2 separate regions of the Drosophila melanogaster genome follow, and region 1 is linked to region 2. A link is a contact called in public Hi-C data. All regions are on one chromosome and are shown on one strand. Each heading gives the region's core, a stretch centred on a gene start, on an enhancer-like site or on the middle of the called end of the contact. The rest is flanking DNA. Distances are from core to core; before and after follow the strand shown.

Evidence for each region. A called contact is a pair of places that touch in the nucleus more often than the background predicts.
Region 1: a Hi-C map of the Kc167 cell line shows a contact between it and region 2, with 2.8 times the contacts expected there. The contact joins the promoter of GCC185 here to the promoter of CG31368 in region 2. A contact is called at or near these places in 11 of 107 Hi-C or Micro-C datasets (the Clone 8 cell line, the D17-c3 cell line, the Kc167 cell line and 6 more).

What each region holds. Positions count from the first base shown.
Region 1 is chr3R:12,009,469-12,012,214 of dm6, forward strand. It overlaps GCC185 (GRIP and coiled-coil domain containing 185 kDa), which reads left to right and starts at 1,304. Exons shown (of 5, transcript NM_001104285.2): 1 at 1,304-1,492; 2 at 1,555-1,654; 3 at 1,715-2,746. The coding sequence starts at 1,463. KLHL18 (Kelch like family member 18) reads right to left here and starts at 966. Exons shown (of 5, transcript NM_001275565.1): 1 at 774-966; 2 at 1-675. The coding sequence starts at 905.
Region 2 is chr3R:11,881,359-11,884,058 of dm6, forward strand. CG31368 reads left to right here and starts at 1,432. Exons shown (of 8, transcript NM_206476.3): 1 at 1,432-1,629; 2 at 1,691-2,171; 3 at 2,234-2,577. The coding sequence starts at 1,516. CG6962 reads right to left here and starts at 1,176. Exons shown (of 7, transcript NM_141867.4): 1 at 1,034-1,176; 2 at 678-977; 3 at 1-623. The coding sequence starts at 1,066. It overlaps mthl5 (methuselah-like 5), which reads right to left. Exons shown (of 6, transcript NM_141869.3): 6 at 2,580-2,700.

The sequences.
Region 1 (2,746 bases), core at 54-2,553, 130 kb after region 2:
CATGAGGTGAAAGTCCTTGGCCTCGTCTAGGAGATCACGGCATTGGTGCGAGGATCGAATGAGTTCCTCGCGGGCCACACGGTCCGCCAGGAACTGAGGCGAGAGCAATGGCAAACGCACTGCAGCCAGGACCTGAGGAAAGAGCTCAGAGCGCTTGTCTTCTGCGTACTTGACCCACTTCATGCAGGCCTCGAAGATGACCTCCTCGGTGCGTACGTTGAGTTCGTCCCGGCGCATCAGCTCCAGCAATTGTTCGCAGTCCAGGGCGAGAAACTCCTCCGACTGCGAGACTTTGGCAAAGTTTTGATCAATATACTTGTCGGCAGCGTCGATTAGCTGCCGGCAGATCATGGAGTCGGCGAAGGTGCGGATTCCCAGGACATTGTGCGGATGAAAGCGGGAGATCAGGAAACTGGCACAGGCATCCCGCACGTTGGACAATTGCAGGAAGCTGGCGCCCACCATCAGGTTCTGCACATTCTGGTTGTCGATGCGCACTTGGCCGCTGTAAACATAGTTGATCAGACTCTCCAGGGCACTTGGCTCTATGGCGCTCTCCTTCATGGTGATCTCCTTGATCCGACTCTCTGCCATGTTGTTGGTGAACATCGCATAGAAATACGGGATGGTGGCCGCCAGCACAACGCGGTGCGCTGAGAAGGTCTGATCTTCAACCTGCAATAATTGGGATGGCATTTTATATTTAGACGCTAGATAATGAACGTATCTCTGAGCTGCGGGTGATTGAATGCCCCAGTCTGCACGCAAACAACCTTTAGGGTGACATCGCACAGCTTGCCCATCCTGCGGATTTCCTTGAACAGGGGGAAACTCTCGCCGAATAGCTTATCATGCTTGTAAACAAAGTATTGATCCTCCACTTGGCTATTATCACTCAAATCCATCACTTTAACGGATCAAGAAAATGATAAACAGTAGAGATGCCAAATGTTGCTTGTACTGCAGAGCTAGTGGTGGTCAGTGGTGAGCGGTCACATTAATCGATAGTTGAGGTTCCTTCGATAGTTGAACAACACCAATAGTAGTGAAACAAATTTATTGAATCATATTGTTTAATTTTAAAGGTAACGTTCTTGGACCAAAATGTAATTTCATAATACTTATTAAAAAGTTGAGCCCTTTTTATGCAACAGTGATAATTAAATCCTTAAAAAGCACATATTTTTAAGACAATATTATTCTTTCATTTAATTTTAATTAGTAATTTTTCCGTTTTTGCGTCACCTTCTTAAAAAAAGACGCTCATCACTAATTGGGCGGTGATGACAGCCCTATCAGCTGTTAGTGTGGCTGGAGTGTTTTCTTCGCTCGGATTGATTAAGGGTCCAAAAACATTTTCGAGTAATCTGGGTCGCTTGCTAATTGGAAAACCACTGATCTGAGTTAAGACATAAATGTTTGGACCGCTATTAAATGCAAGGATACGAAAATAGCAAGTAACATGGAAGCCGCATCACCGAGGGAAACCCAGGTGAGTAAAAAGGTGTCGCTAGAATTGATGATGACGTCTCATCTTGTTATTTGCATTTGCAGAAGAACCCGAATCCGATCGAGGCGCTGAGCAAAGATGAAATCATCAGCAAATACAAAGGCCTGCTCAACATCGCTAAAAAGGCGAAACAGGCAAAAGATGGTAAGTTTGATGGAGAGTTTCAGGGAATCTTCCAGAATAATGCAAGCCACTCTCTTTCAGAACTCACCGAGGAAAATCACCGACTCAAGGATGCCCTTAAACGGGCGGCGGAGAAGCAGAGCAGCCTGCCAGCCATGCAGGAAATGGTCCAGGACTTCACCGATAAGAACCTCATCCTCACCGAGGAAGTGAATAATCTGAAACGAAAGACCAAAGAGGATGCCGATCGACTGACGCAATTCGAGATCGAGAACGAGAGCCTAAAGCGCCAACTTGGGCGACTGAGTGATGAAAACGATGCCCTCCTTGCCAATGTGGATCGCATGGAAAAGGCTATGCAACAGGTCAATGCTCTGGGTAACGAGCAGCGCAAGAATCTGGAACTTTTGGAAGTGGACATTGCCAAAATTAAGGAAGCGGAGGCGGAAAACGCTAGTCTTCGCCAGCAAGTCGCCACGATGGAAGAAGAGTCGAGTGTGCTGCAGCAAAAGTACCAAAACATCAAGGAACTTAACTCTGAGCAACGCAAGAAGTTTAATTCTCTAAAGGACCGCTTCATTGATGTACACCGCAAGTTGAAGAACCTCAAGGAGTGCAAGTGCGTGCTGCTGGAAACGCAGCACGAGTACGCCGCATCCGTTTCCAAATGGCAGGTGGAGATTATCAAAGCTTCGCAACTGTTGTGCGCAAAGATGGCATCCCTGCAGGCCGAGAATGAAAAACTGAAGCTGAACAATGGAAAGTCAGACAATAATCCTCAAACAATTGACACTGGAATTGACCGCAAGCGCTTGCTGCAAAGAGTTCAGGAAATGGATCGGCTAGCCAAAATAGTGAAGCAGAAGCAAAAGAACCAAAGGAGCAATTTGAATGTGGAGTACCTACTTAAGAAGATAACCGCTCTCGAAGAGCTTGCAGTCATTATAAAGCAGCAGCATAGAATTGACAAGGAACAATTGATAAGTGTAACGAAGGAGCAGGAAAACACCAAAAATCACGCCAGGAACCTTAATGTAAGCTTATTCCAGACCAAGCTTGATCAAATGCAAAATCTGGTCAAAGTCATTGCAAAGGAGCGTGATAATCAGCAGA
Region 2 (2,700 bases), core at 182-2,681:
AAAAAGTGCACCTGCTTGACCAAGGTGCGTACGCCGCGCACAAAATCGCTGCTGGGCAAATGATGCTCCGACTCGATGTCGTAACGCAGCCAGATGTCTACGAAAAAGTGGAGTACACTTTCAGATCGCCATGCGTAAGCCCGGTTGGAGCTGGCACTTGGGCTGTTGGACTGTGGTGATATGTTCCCGACGCCAACGCTTGCACTGGGAATGCCACCGCCGCCCGACACGTTTCCACCATTGCGATAGGAGCTGGGAATCTTAATGTAGCGCGGTTGTCTTTGGGGCTGTAATGCTTGGGCTGGCAATGGCTGTGGCGCCTTAACCCCGCTGCTAAAGTGCACCGGTTCTATGCGTGCATCGGGAAGCAGCGGCAGGAAGTTGTTAAGGTACTCGGCCACCAGTTTCAAGTAGACCGTTTTGCTGCGCACATTGTGGATTTGCATGGCTATGGGATTGATAGAGTGTAGTGGCTGCAGGGCATATAGCACAAAGTGAATCACATAGAAGTCGAAGGCGTTGAGCGAGAGCGTGGACACCTGGTGCATCATCGTCTCCACATTGATGAGTTCTGCATAGAAACTAGGATTCTGACCATTCTGCAGCAGGCTAACGAATTTCGCCTGAAACGAAGGGAATTAGAGTGAGCCATAAATACCCCTATTTAATCCACTTACCGGCAGCAGATTGATGTCTAGTTCGAATTTGTACTGGTCGACGAGCAGACGGTGGCAAACATGCATCAGGGGACCACAGACGCCGAAGAACTGGTGCAGCGTTTGGAATTGCACCGGATTGTTTTCAAGCGTCGTGGTCCGCAGGCCCCAGCCCAACGGATTGCCATCTATCCCGAAGATGGAGTGCACAACGTGGGGGAAGATCTCCTGCACTTGGCGCAAGGAGCACCGATCGAACAGGATGCTCAGCTCGTGCACGCGCTCGAATAGAGGCAAACTGAGCACCGTCAACAGGCGGCTCTGGAATGGAAAGATATTAGAGCGCAATTTGTATTACCTCGATGCTCGCAACTTACGCTTAGGTTTTCTGGCGGCATGGTCTGCGACATGGTGAGTTCGTGTGCGTCAAAATTGTCTTAAATTACAAATAAATATCACTTTAAATCATAAAAACTCTTGCCGGCGTGCTGTAAACAAAAACCTTTCGTCGTGTTGCCGGACCTGCGAAAAATGGTATCATTCCATAGGGCTGCGACATCGGCAAAGAATACGTGAAGTTTTTATAATAATTACATTAAAATTTTAGTGAAATTCGATAGCGGTAATTAATCAAATTCTGAATAATTAATAAAATATTATTTCTTGCATTTTAATTTAGAAACGGATTGGTTATTCGTTTTGCAGATGGTACGGGTTGAGGTGGGAACAGAGTATTTCGGAATAAAAAATTTGGTATATTTTGTCGGCCCTACAACGGTCACACTAGCAACCGGCAGCGTTTGTTTTGCTGCAGATTTTTGTGTTTATTTTCGTTTTTGTGCAATTTAACAAGATCAACATGAAGCGAAGAAGTCAAACTAGAGCCGAACAAGCCGTTCCACCAGCTAAAACTACAAAGGAGAATAGTGGATCGCTCACAGTGTCCCAGCTCAGCTCCGATGTTATTTGGCAGGTGGGTGCTCCGCTGGACAAAATCGAAGTGTAAATTATAGATCTGGATAACCTATTTACAGCTGGCATCGCAGTACTGGACGCCGGACACGAAAGCAGATCACCTGCCGTACAGTGCCAAGATCATCGAACGCATTTACAATGAGGAGATCGGTGATGGCGGTGGCCACAGTGCACGGAGGATAAACATGCTGGAGTTCAGTCAGTATCTGGAGCAGTACCTGTGGCCACACTACCAACGTGAAACCGCCACCCATGCCCACCTTATGTCCATCGTTATAATGGCCAACGAGAAGTTCCGGGAGCGCGTCGAAGTTTGGACCGTGTTTGAAAAGCTCCCGGATCAGTATCCAGCCTTCTTTCGCCACGTGCTAGAGAGCTGTTTGCCGAGCAAAAAGGCAAAGGAGGCTAGTAGCACGCTAAGGGAGCGGACAGCGCTGTTGATGTTCATTAACCACTGCTTTAACAGCATGGAGATAGAGCTGTGCAGAGAACAGGCCAAACGACTAGTCTCCTTGTCCATGTGGCATTGCCTGCAGCCTCGTAAGTTCTTCTTCGCAACTCTTCACATCTATCAAAGTGATCAAAAATGTATTTGCTTGCAGGCCGTCGCGAACAAGAGCTTCGAGAAGTTCCTGAGTGGCGAAAGTACTGGAAACGCTTGCTCAAGAAGGAGAAAGACAGCAAACCGGAGGTCCTCTGGGAGAGACACTTTATGCAGAACCTTATCATTGACTTCCTGCACATACTCGAAAGCATTCCCGCCGAAGGCGAGGTGCCGCGCAACGTGGTTCACTACTGTGAGCGCTTCCTAGAGTTTATTATCGACTTGGAGGCACTTTTGCCGACTCGACGCTTCTTCAACACGGTTTTAGACGACTGTCATCTGATTGTGCGGGCTCTTCTGTCACCCTTGGTTCGTCGCGAGGAGGGAAAACTGTTTGGTCAGGTAGGTGTCAGACTTCTCATTTAATAACTATCTCGTACAGCATAAATTAGTTAAAATTAAGTACAAATCTCAATGTTGGACATTGCTAAACTACGAAAACACTTATATTAGTGTGGACGGTGG